Linked DNA regions of Eptesicus fuscus: region 2 is linked to region 1. The links are chromatin contacts, called in public Hi-C maps. All regions are on one chromosome and are shown on one strand. The core of a region is the stretch at or near the end of the contact, and the rest is flanking DNA. Distances in the headings are between cores, read along the strand shown. Region 1 holds the start of RGS16 (regulator of G protein signaling 16). Region 2 holds the start of NPL (N-acetylneuraminate pyruvate lyase).

Region 1 (6,322 bases), core at 1,266-3,765:
CTAAAAATGGCTTAGTCTGCAAGAGTGGGTGTGGACAGATGCCAAGACACCTGCCAAACCCTTCAACCCTATCAGTGAGTCTGAGGGCAATGGCACCCAAGGGTGGCACGAAGCCCCCAATTCTCAGTGGGGAAGGAACAGGCAGGGTCTGGAGGATCTTGGGACACATCTGGGCTCTGACCTCTTTGGGGGCTTCGCTGCAGATGAACTCCTCAAAGATCCTGTGCGCCCGGGAGGCCAGCTTGGTAGCTGACCGGATCTTCTTGAACTCCTCACAGGCCAGCCAGAACTCCAGGTTCTCCTCGCTGAACTCCGTCTTCAGGAAAGCATGGAAGGCAGCCACCCCATCTGGGTTGGAGGGAGAGAGGAAGAGACTGGTCAGACTGAGGGAACAGCAGGGAATAAAAGAAGCAAAGACAGCCATTGCCGTTAACGGCTCTATTTTTAGGATGCAATTTTCTCGAACAAGGACCTGCCTTTGTATTCTGAATAGAGGCTGGCACACTAGGGGATCATTATTATTATTATTATTACTACGGCTGTTATCTTGCCCACCCCTTTCAGCATCTCTCAGGCTGGCCCCCAAGCGCATGAGCACACACGTGCCATCCACAGACAGACACCACAGGGTCCTACTCACTTTTACTGCTCAGCAGCGAGTCAAACGACTCTCTCCATCCCAGCACATCTTCTGAGAAGTTTCTGCTCAAAAGAAAAAAAGGCCAAGATTTTAATTTAAAGAAAAAGGCCAACCAATTCATGCAATAGCACAAACCCTAGCCAGAACTCTGATGGGAGTTGCCTAATTCACACGAAGACTTGCTCAGTGATTATTGGAGCGGACTCCTCCAACCCTCGGTTGCGGGGAGGGGGAACAGAAGTATTTTCTAGAAGGCAAGTCTGTAACCAGGAACCAAAGCCAGGCCCCGTTTGGTCCTCAGTAAATACCTTCTAAGACGCTCTCTTTGCTGTCCAAGATTCTTGCTTTCCCCCCTGACTCTCGGGGTGGGTATCGTTTTGTACATTTTCCCAAGGAAATAAGGGCCTCGTGAATAAAGGGTATGCCGCCCAGAACCCCAGAGCCTGGCACAGTTGATGTGCAATATGAAAGGGCTTCTAGGTAAGGCGCATACTCGTGGAAGTAGATCCATTGATTGAAAACTTCAAGCGTCTTGGACCCTGTCCGGGCCCTGGAGGCCTGTGCAGTGACATCTCCAGGTGGGAGAGTATGAGAACTGGACATTCGGGTCCTGGGGACGCTCATCTGTGGGCAGACTTAGAACCCTGGAGCCATCCTCCCAGTCACCCATGAGCCAAGCAGCCATAGCGGACCAGCAGGAAGCCCGGGGAGGGGTCACCAAGGTCCCCCCCCCCCCCAGCATGTCCTAGTTTCTCCTTCCCATGACTCCTTTCCTCAATCTGGCTCGGGCTCCTCTAGGGGCCCTGGGCTGGTCAGCAGGACTCACCGCTCTTTGCTGTGTTTGGTGCTCCCCTCGGACTTGCCAGCATTGCCAGCATCGGAGCTGAGGTCTGATTTGTGAAGAAAGATCCCCAGCCGGGTCTTGAACTCTTTGGCCCTGGAAGACAAAGCAGGAGCATATAAGGATTCCCCGTGTGCTCAGCCAGGGCAGAGAGGTTTATGGGGGTCTCAGAAGAGCTCAGGCTGGCGCCCCCTGAATTCCAGCCTCAAGGGTTCCTGGGAACTTGGCTTCTCTCCTTAGTGTCATGAACCCCCAAACCATGAAAGGAATGTTTGAGCCGGGCCTCCGGAGATCTTACACTGTCTTGAGTTTACAGCACTTCAGACACTTAAGTCACACTGCTCTCGCCCTCCGGGCTTGTGCTGAATACTTCTGGAACTGTGTGGAAACTAATTCCTCATCTTTACCTTGTCCTTCCCCGGCCACCAGCTCCAGCAAGGATTGGGGGCAGCTGAGTAGCCGCCTGGGAAGTGGGCCCATCCCTCACCTGCGGACTCCAAAACCACCTCCCCGCCTTCCCAGGGCCCGAGGAGGCCACGCCCCTAGGTGTGGGCTAGCCAATAAGAACCAAGTGCTTAAGAAAATTTAGGGGTCCGGTTCGGCCCGGAGATGCCAACGTGGTCTTCAGCGGGTCACCTGAGAAGGACTGCCATTTGTCAGAGGCTCGAGAAGGACAGTAAGCAGCGGTCCCTGTGTTCCCGCCTCTCTCCCCTTGGCTCGAGTGCTTCTCTAAGGTCCTAAGGGGAGCAGCTGAGCAAGTGGCACCCAGGTGACCTCTGCCTCTCCCATCCATCGTCAGCATCCTCTCATCCCGCCCACCCTGGTCCCCAAGCCGGCGCCCCACTGGCTCCGGGCGGCGGGACAAGCCCCTCTTACCTCTCCAGGCAGGTGGTGGGGAAGGCGGACAGGGTCCGGCACATGGCTGCGGGTGCAGGGCAGCACGTCGCGGGGAGATGGGTGGCGGGCTCCAGTGGGCACGGCAGCGCGAGAGGCAGAGGGTCCGCTGCGGCTGATAACTCGCCGGCTCGGGTTGGGTTTTTCAGGCTGCACGCGCGGAGCCCGCGATCTGGCGGCTTTTATTCTCTCGGAGGGGAGGGGGCGGGGCGGACTGCTCGCCGCCGACCAATCCGAGAGCGGGACTGAGCGCCGCCGAGGCAGAGGCGGGGGCCGCGAGCCGAACCCCCTGGGCGCCGGCGCAGGACTGCACCCCGCCACCCGCGTGCAACCTTCACACGGGGGTGCGGCGGGGAGGGGGGGTCACACGGGACGGCCTTCCTCCGGGCAGAGAAGTCACAGGAAGATGAGACGCGCACACCCAGTTACAGGGGAAAAAAACCCGCTGGTCTCTGGTAAAAGCTGGAACCAACGCAGAGATAGAGGATTCTCGTAATGGGGTGAAGGGTCTGGGAGGTACACATGGTGTGGATCACAGCCTGAGCCTGTTGGGCCCTGAAATGCAACCCCGGGCTAGAGAGCATCGTGATTATACTGGTAACTGCCATTGACTGTGCCCCTAGCCGGATGGCCACCCGGCTAAGGAAGCCCTCTATCATCTCATCATCACCTCCTTTTGATAAGTGGAGAAACTGAGTCAGAAAGTGAAAGAGACTTGCCTGAGATGCTAGAGTTGGGAATAGCGGACATAGGGAGGGAGGTGAGGACTGAGGGAGCCCCTTACTAAGACAGGTTAAATAACTTGCTCCGAGTTACACGGTAATGAATTTACTGTTTCCCACTGCTTCCTCCTCAAAAAAAAAAGAAAGAAAGAAAGGAATCTCAGCACCTCTGTCACTGATGAGTGATCCTGGGTATAAGAGCTGCTGATTCAGTGTCCTGGTCTCTGAGATACAGGTGATAAATGCTTCCCCTGCCTCTCTCCTCACCTTCCCATCAAGGCCATACAGCCTCCCTTTTTGCCCCCAGCTCCCTCTGGGGTCGCCATGAGGAGGTTGCTTGCGGGGTTGCCAGTGTGGCGTTTAGAGCCAGATCCTGGCTGCAAATCATGGCTCCACCATTTACTGAGGGAAGATCTTCCTTGGGCAAGCCTCTTCACCTTTCCCGGCCTCGTTCTCCTCCTCTCTAAGATGAGAACATGAGATGTGTATTTCATAAGGTGGGTGTGAGGGGTAAATAAGCTAATTCTTAGTTTTCGTTTCCCAGGAAACAGGAAATTCAGTTCCTCTGAGGCAGAGACTTGCTGGGCAGAGTTCTCAGAACTCAGAGGAGTGAGGGAGGCTGGGGTGGGCAGAGGGAGGAGGTGAATGCTACTGGTGGAACAGTCCCTTGAAGCTGTCCCCCACTGAAGCAAGGGTTCAGATACCCCCACCTCGGCCTTTCATTGGAAGCCGTTGCCCCAAGAGATGGCCTTATATTAAACAAGGCAACTCTCTCTCTCTGTCGAGGGGAACGCCTAAAGAGACTGCACTGGGGATGAAGGCCTCGGTCCCAAAGAGGGGATTTGGGCGGCATGCCAAAATAATAGGTGTTATTAGCACCTGCAATAACATGTAAGGCTCTAAGACTGAGAAGGCTAACCCCTATTTTTGTAAAACTACTGTTTGAAATTCTCTGCTATTAGATGATCCCTTATTCTGTGAGTCAACTCTTATTATTTTTAGACGGCCCCTTACTCTGTAAATTAACTTTGCTCTCTAGCTGCTTGAATAATAGGGAAGATAAACTTGGCTGTCTGACCTTGTAGGCTAGTCATCTAATGTAAGGTCCGGAAAAACCCTTATTTGGGAGACAAAGGGGGTGGAAAGATATAAATAGGGAAAGCTTCCTCCATGTTTTTGGTCATAAATTTGGGAGACATCTCTCTCTGGGCCCACTGGCGTAATAAACAGCGTAACTCCATTTCTCTGGTTTTTCTCCCGTCTTCTATAAGCATCATTTCTTCTGTAACAAGATCAGTGCTCAGCACATGGTCAGCACTCACTAAATGTTAGTGCTCAGTTTTACTTAACACAGGGATTGCTAGACAGTAAGGAAAAGTAAGTACTGAGTTTTGTGTCTTTTGGAAGTGAGGTTTTTATTTCATAAGGGGGCATCTAAGAGTTCTATTCCTCAGCAAGGCCTGGAAGTAAAGGGTTCAGGAAAAAAGAGAAACAAGAGGAGAAACGGTTCCCCACCTGAGAGAGCTCAGTGAGAAGACCCAGAAAAGCTGGTGGGGGAAGGAGAGGGGGAAAGCACTGAGGGGTGAGGAGGAGAAGGCCTGGGAGGTGTCCTGGAGGCACTGCTAGAGCAAGAGGCCCAACTCAGAACAGTGTGTGGCTTCCCTTGTCCAGGCTGATCCCCTCGTTGACCAGGGCCTGCAGCACCTGACCTAGTTCGTCAAAACACAACGCCCTCTGAGGAGCCAGAGTCAGTGCTTCCCCAGCCTCCCGGTTGGTTAGCGGGTTGGTTAGTGGAGCTCAGGGGGCAGGTACAGCGGCATCTCACACATGGGCAGCACCACCTCAGCTCCCAGCATCCACCCTCACCCCCGTCTCACCAACTCAGGCTCTTACGTAACTTTCTCACACGTCCAGGGCTGGATCCGTGTGGGGCAGGAGATGGGTGAGGGTTGGGAGGGGCAGTGGTGTGCAACCAGACAATGGAAGGATGTCTTTGTGAGCATCTGTTTCTCAGCACGGCTTTCATCCACATGGGACGCCGCCCACCCGGCCCGTCTCTGGTCTGGAGAAGTCTCAGCCGGGGTGAGGGTTGTTGTTTCACCTGGGGCTGCTCAAGCCCCAGGGCAGCTGCCAGGTGGGCGTGTGGGTGTGTCTGGGACAGCTGTTCTTCAAGGGACAAAAACGAGTGTACGGGTGGATGAAACCCCAGTCTGGCCCTCAGCGGCACCATGTAGGAATGAGCCGGGACATGGCCACATGATAACAATCATCGGGATTATTGCAGAGATCCTCCACAAACCTCTTCTTTTCTGCTTCCCTGCCACTGAGCCAGAGGAGCTTTCTATTTCCCATTCTGCAGACAATCCAACGGCTGTGCCCAAGCCGCCCTCAGTTAATTGTTCTGGAACTGAAAACAGCTGAACCCTGGGCCCGTGAATCTCCAGATTCCTGAGCTAGGTCTGTCTCCCATTCGACAAAGAAAGCAAAAGAGACAAAGGGAAGGTTGCATGGGGTGCAGGCCTGCACATCCAATCCGTGAGCACAGAGCTCCCTGCTCAAGATGAAGAGCCCTCCGGTGGCCATGGTTACCTCTTCGGTTTCCTGGCAGAAACTTCTTGAAGTTCATAATTTATCCCAAATTCCCTTCCCAGCAGGTAGGTCGGTTCATAACTGCAATTTCGGTAATGACTCGACAGTTGCTGTAAATCCAGAAGGATGAGCTCACCTATGAATCGCACTGGCTGTGACGGAACCTGACCTCATTGCCCAGCACTCTCAGCGCAGCTGCGTTTTCTCCGATGGAGGGTGAGGGGACACAGCTCTGCAGCTGGGCCTTCTGGGGTTCAGGATGAAACATCTCACTGCGACCCAGCCACGTTGCCTTCCATCTCCTTCAGCCCCTCTGACCCCCCCTGCTCCACCCACTCCACCAAGGCAGAGGTCTAGATGGGCCCTTGGTTGAAGACAGTTTGAGGAGATGAAAATACTTCCTGGACTTCCGATTTGGCACAGACAATCCCTACATTGGTCTAGATCTCCTCATTTCAACCATCAACCTACCAATAAGTATTTATTACGAATTGACTATGTTCCCAAGTCAGTGGTGGGAGACACAGCAGCCTTTAAGGCTCTTTCCTGCCTTCACTGACCTTATAACTGAGCTGAGGAAACTAACGTTGTGGGGGCGGGTAGAGACTGGGGATGAAAAGAAACCCTTGCCTGGCC
Region 2 (6,543 bases), core at 2,235-4,734, 130 kb after region 1:
TTTTCCACCAATGGCACCTTCACAATTCTCTCTTTCTAGTAGTCATACTAGGCCCAAATTTTCCAATGATTAGAAAATGACAAATGAGCATGCTTAACCCATTGGCACATCAGTCCAGAGGTACAATTCAGAAAGAGGGTCTCCAAGTCAGCAAGGAGGCAACAATGTCCAGGTTTAATCCACACCCAGAATTCCTCCCTTCCTGTCCTCTAAGGGGCACGACAGTCCTCTTCCTCCAGCTCCTGTGCCTGCCAAGCTCCCTAGCTTCCCCTTCTCTGTGCTGACACCAATCCTCCTGGCCACAGGGGCCCCTACTATTGCATCAGCACAAGGAGGCACCAACCTCTCCTCAGAGCTAAAGGCCACAGAGCTAGCATTCTGTTCTCAGTTATCAACATTCGTTCTGCATTTGATACTGATTCAACTACTTCTTGAGTGCCTGCCATGTAACAGGCACTATGTGGGTCCCAGGGAACAGAATAGACACATACGGACTTCAGGAAACTTACAAACTAATGGGGAGGACTAAACTCTATATCCCCAAGCTATTTCCTCTTCATCACTGGCTTTCAAGCTTGAATTGTGGTGGGGAGAAAAAGATGATGTGAAATAAATAAATATATAACAAAATAAATAAATATTTATTTATTTATTTACAAAACAAGAGAGTTGAAGGGAGCATATGTCTCCAATCCCAACCTCCCTGCACTGCGCTCTGGACTGTGGGAAAACAAAGAAGCAGGACATGTTGCCAGCCTTGATTACCTCCCAGTGGAGTTAGAGGTCAAGAAATCCTATCTGATAAAGAGGGAATATGCTAATTGACCCTCATGCCCACAGCCAATAAGGAAGGAATATGCTAATTGACCCTCATGCCATTGCAAAGATGGTAGCACCCACAGCCAATAAGGAAGGAATATGCTAATTGATTGTCCTGCCCTCAAAGATGGTAGCACCCACAGCCAATAAGGAGGGAATATGCTAATTGACTGCCCTGTCCTCAAAGATGGTGGCACCCACAGCCACAAGATGGCAGTACCCAGTCCCCTCAGCCCTGCTGGGGCGGCAGGCGTGCCACAAGGCCGTGGGCCCAGCCGCTCTGAGCCTGCCTCCAGAGTCCCCAAGTCCCCTCAGCTCCCCAGCCACCCAGTGCCAGCCCGAGGCACAGGCAAGCCTCGGATATCGGCTGCCCAGCCACCCAGGGCCGGCTGAGGCTTGCGCTGCCAGGAGTGGCAGCAGCAAAGGTGTGATGGGGCATTACCTTCCCTGATCGCCAGGTCGCCTCCCGCCCCTGAGGGCTCCCGGACTGTGAGAGGGGGCAGGCCAGGCTGAGGGACCCCCACCCTCCAGTGCATGAATTTTCATGCACCAGGCCTCTAGTAAAAGCATAAAAAGTTAAGTGGTAATGATGATAAAATACTGAACAATATAAGAAATGTCACTGAGCCCTTGCCGCTTACCAGCAAAGTGTTAGAGGGCTGAAGCTAGCACTCAGCCTTTTGTTGCTTCTCCCTTCTTCTAGGCCCTACTCTTGTCTGACTTAGCTCAGTTGTCACCTCCCCCAGGAAGAATTTCTGAAATAGTTTCCTGCCTCATCATGTACACACACACACACATACACACTTACACAGAGTCACCTCTCAGCCCAGATTAGTCTCTCCTCCATGTTTCTTAAAATCTTTGCAGAGGTCTATTGCTGCACTTACCATCTTTTTAAAGATAAATGTCTTTCCCACAATTCACAGTAGAGACTTTGGGTTTCTTAAGGCCAGAGAGTGGATTCTCTGATGTGTCCTCCTTCAAACCTCCTCATCAATGGTGCAGTGTGGAACCTCTGTCCCAGGAAGATGGGCACTCTCTCTCCTTCCACAGGTGTCAGCCCTGCATGACAACCTGAAGGCTCTCCCTCCCCAAGTAAGTCTCCTGCACATCAAATCCCATTTTAGCATCTGCTTCTTAGTAACCTAACACATTATTATAAGGAATTGCTTTGACTGCCATCCTATATAATAAAAGGCTAATATGCAAATTGTCCCCTCTACCAGGAGTTCGACTGGGAGTTCGACCAGGGGGCTGGCCAGCCAACTGCTTGCAGCCCCTCCCCCCAGCCAGCCTCACCCCTGATCAGCCCTCGAACCCCAATCCGGGGTGGGGCCGGCCAGCCAACCTTCCGTGTCCCCTCCCCCTGGCCAGCATGCCCAATCGGCTGTGATCAGGGCGGGCTGGCCGGACCCCACCCATGCATGAATTTGTGCACCTGGCCTCTAGTATTGACATACTAAACAAGAGTTTAAACATTTAGAATATTGGTTTATTTGGTTGATGATGTTAAGCTCAATGACCCATACCTTCAGGTATTGAAATACTTAATTTTGTATATATTAAAAGTATGACTGAAAAATTTGCAAACATTGTCCCATTAGGATACAATGTTCTTGTTAACATTACAAAACAGATAGATATAACTAGGACACTTCCTTCCTTCCCTCCTTCCTTCATTGAAGGATAACATAGAATAGTGGTTAAAATATCAGCTCTCAGACTATCTGAAAACAAATCAAATCACAACTCAACCACTCAGTGGCTCTATGGCCTTTGGCAAATCACGTAAGCCCTTTAAACCTCTGTTTCTAATCTGTAAAGTAGGATGGTGCTTCTTCATCTTTAAAATGTGAATTTAAGAAATAATGCCCATGCCCAGCCCTTTTGGGCATCGACCTATGAACCAGGAGGTCACAGTTCCATTCCCAGTCAGGGCACATGCCTAGGTTGCAGGCTCCGGGGTCCGTGCAGGAGGCAGCCAGTCAATGATTCTCTCTCATCACTGATTTTTTCTATCTCTCTCCCTCTCCCTTCCTCTCTGAAATCAATTAAAAAAAATTTTTTAATAAATAAGTAATAAAAAATAACGCCCACCACATAGGATTGTTTTGTGAGTTGGTGAATTAATTACTGGTGCTTTGTGTAATAAAATAACGATTATTATGGATTTAAAAGCACTTTGTAAACTAGAAAGCCTTAAGGGGGGATTTCTTTTCTCTAAGGGAAATAATAAGCATCAGCCCTTGCTTTGTTTGGAAAACGGAGGTTACCTCACATCAGCGGGAAAGCAGAGGACCTGCTTATGGCGGTGTTTCGGATTTATCAGCACAGGACCTGATGTTAGAAAATAAACGTGCTATTCCTGCAAGCGGAGACATTTTGGTTAAAAATATTTTTCCCTTTCAAAACTCTTCTTAATTGTTCTCAAGAATAAGCCAGAAAAGCTGCTGCATTAGTACCTTGCCCATTTTGATATCAGGTCACCTCTCTTTTTCGCCGGGAGAGTGTGCGGGGTTGGGACAGCGACCTGAGGTTCCAAGCCCACAACCTCCAAATACCTGAAGCTGCAGGGCGCGCGGGGAGGAAAGTCAGGAGGAGAGGCGCCCGAGGCGTCCGCCGGTGGGAGGCGCACGGGCGACCCGCGCTGCGCGGCGGCCGGAGGTGCCAGCGGGCTGCGTGCCGGCCTCGGGGAGCCTGCGCCGCGCAGGTGGCCGCTCAGCCCACCGGCTCAGGTGAGACCCCGGGAAGCGCAAACCCCGCTCTCGGGGTGCGGGACGCGCGACTGTGCGCGACCCCGCGTGACTCGGCGTGTCCCGCCGCCCTGCGCGCTCTGCAGGAAGAGCCGCTGAACTACAGCCCCCAGGGTCCCTGGGCGTGGCGGGCGCGGCGCGGCGCGGGGCGGGCGGCCCGCGGGGATAAAGAGCGGCGCGTGGCGGCGGCGGCTCTGCGCGGAGCGGCGGCGGCGGCCACGGCGAGGGAGGCGGGCCCGGCGTCTCGGGTGAGCGGGGCGCGCGCGGGCGCGGATGGACGGGCGGGGACGGGGAGGCCACCGGGGATGCGAGGAGAAGGGCGCAGGGGACGGGGTCCAGGGCGGGCGAGAAGGTGCGGGCCCCAGGGAAAGGAGAAGGCGGGTAGGCTGGGAAGCGGGGCCAGAGGAACGGTGAAGGCGACACCCTCCGGCCTGAAGCCAGTCAGGAGATGGGGGCGAGGGACCCCTGGATTCCTTCCAGGTCCTTTGGTCAAAATGACCAGCATCAGCGGTTGAGCGATTGAATTTGATACAATCTCTTCATTTTATGGGACGTGGGTCGTATTTCTGTGTTTTGGTTTTAGTTTTGTTTTGTTTCTCTATTTCGTTTCTTCCTCTCCAAGTATTTCTCTGTCAAGTCATTCTTCTTACCCAGAGTTGCCTGCCCGCCCTCCCTCCCTTCCTTCTTTCCTTCCTCCCTTCCTTTCTCTTTCTCTCTTACTCTGTTTTTCTTTCTTTCCTTCCCCCCTTCTTCCTTCATTCCTTTTTTTTTTTTAAACTTTGCCCTTTTCAGAGAATTTGACTAAGGTAACCTGAATTATTTGCGCTAAGAATTCTTGTCTGTGGATAGAGGCATACGATTCCAAAAGTAATATTCCCTCCCCAGTGTTTTGAGTAATAACGTTCTAGATTCACATTAAACCTTCAGCTGGTGAACATCCTAACCGTTTGCTTTGGATACAAGCTATAAAGAATTTCAAAGCATAACATTACCAAGTTTATTTAAAACTCAAATTGACAAAATATCCATGCTTCTCCAGTTACAGCTGCTATGATCTTTTACCTACTAAGGTAAGAAACATTCAAACCTGTGAAGACTTTTTGTGAGTTTATTTGAGCCAAACTGTTGACAATTGCCAGGAAGCAGAATCTCAACGGATTGAGGTAATGCTCTGGAGAATGGCAGTTTTGCACTTTGTTTTATACATTACAATCAAAAGAGGAGACGTTAAGTGGGTTACACAAAATCCATTGGTGATAGATTAGGGAGGTGGGAGAAAGCAAAGTGGGGAGACCTCTGGGATTGGATAAAAAGTAAAATGATAGACACACACTTCTCTTACTTGGGTGGTTAACAGTCAACAATGAACAATCACAATTTGGGGATTTGTGGTCTCCCAAGAGCATTACCTGTGGTTTGAGGGGTCTGGAAAAAGGAAAATGACTTTGACATGCCAGTAATATGCTATCATAGATGCAAAAAGACAATAGGCCCCATTAAAGGAAAGATTGACCTTTGTCAGGGAAGATGCCAGCCTATGACATGACTACCCACTATCAACTGCTTTTTGGTTTTAAAAGTTTTCATTTCAGACCAACTTTGGGTCTCTGAGTTTGCAAGGCCACCCTGAGCTAGTCAGGTTAGCACATGGCCCCTTTTTGTCCACAGCCCCATCCCTTCCTGCAGGAGTTTCACAGTTCACAAAGTCAGCAAACTCTGCTCCCAGGTGGCTTACCGTTTAGAAGAGAAGCCCAAACTACCCTGCGAATAACTCTGACGTAAGGCTTTTAATGAAAAGCCATTGTTTGGGGGAAATTCTAAGGGGTGTGAAATTACTCTCATCTTAGGGGAGTCAGGGAATGTCCCCGAGCTTTTAAAAAGTTGACTAGGCTGAAGGGGGTGAAGTGGGAGATAATGGCATTCCAGGTGGGAGAACCATGGGAGAAAGGCAAGCAGGCCAGACAAGAGAAGGTAGGTAGCAACAGGGACCAGCTGAAGAGATCTTTACAGAGACCCAGGCCAGGGAGTTTGGTATTTATTTCGTGAAAGCCAGGGTGGAAAGTTATTGGCAAAGGCAAGGTCAGAAATGTCCATGCTACTGGGAGGTTAATCTAGCAGCCTGTGTGGATTGAAAGAAGATAAAGAGAGTGGGGGTAGGACAGTGGTTCCCAACTCTCATCCCATTCCCGCATGCTTTGAAAGTTTTAACCAATCAGGGGTGTGTGTGTGTGTGTGTGTGTGTGTATTGCCAGTCTGAGCTTCTGACCACCATATCATGTAACTGCCCTAAGCATGAAATAAATGCAGCCAAAAGCCCAAGAACCTGGAAGTCTAGTGTGAACAGCCTAGTACTGTTGGATTGAGGAGACTTTCCGTGCTGAACCCAGCTCTTGGGACTCTTATCACTTGAACTTTCTTGAGCCCCCATGGGCCTCTCAGACCTGGGTTGCACCCATTGGTGTAGATAATAGGTAACAAAGGGCAAGTTATGAGAGGGGCAGTAAGGGGAGAGGGAAGGAATGCAGGAAAGAAGATAACAAAATGGAAATGACTTAGCCCCTGAATTAGCTAGGGCTGGGGAGGAGGTACCTGTAGAGCTGGGATGACAGGAAAGAGCTGGTAAGGGAATAATGATAGTACTTGCTAATGTCCTATAGCCATCAGACAAGACTTCATGGAGGAGGCTCAACTTGTACTTACTATGTGTCTGGCACTCTTAGAAGTCATCATTCAGCTACAACCTGAACACTTCATTCAATCAACCAGAAAGTCATCAATTTTTCATTGGACACAGGTGTCTGCAGAACACTCAGAGAAGGAAAGGCAAAGCAAATGAAATGTATTCCTGGTCCTGGGGAGTGTGGTCTAGAGGGGGAGAGGTGAATGAACACTTGTGATGTGGTTTACCAGAAGTAGGAAAACAGGACCACATGGTCAAGATTAGAATCTGAAAGGATAGTTAGGTAAATCC

What was found. A called contact is a pair of places that touch in the nucleus more often than the background predicts.
Region 2: a Hi-C map of liver shows a contact between it and region 1, with 5 times the contacts expected there. The contact joins the promoter of NPL here to the promoter of RGS16 in region 1. A contact is called at or near these places in 2 of 2 Hi-C or Micro-C datasets (liver and muscle).

The regions. Positions count from the first base shown.
Region 1 is chr22:24,888,157-24,894,478 of DD_ASM_mEF_20220401, forward strand. RGS16 (regulator of G protein signaling 16) reads right to left here and starts at 2,516. Exons shown (of 5, transcript XM_028152133.2): 1 at 2,358-2,516; 2 at 1,467-1,577; 3 at 641-702; 4 at 182-348. The coding sequence starts at 2,401.
Region 2 is chr22:25,016,175-25,022,717 of DD_ASM_mEF_20220401, forward strand. NPL (N-acetylneuraminate pyruvate lyase) reads left to right here and starts at 3,485. Exons shown (of 12, transcript XM_054711965.1): 1 at 3,485-3,554.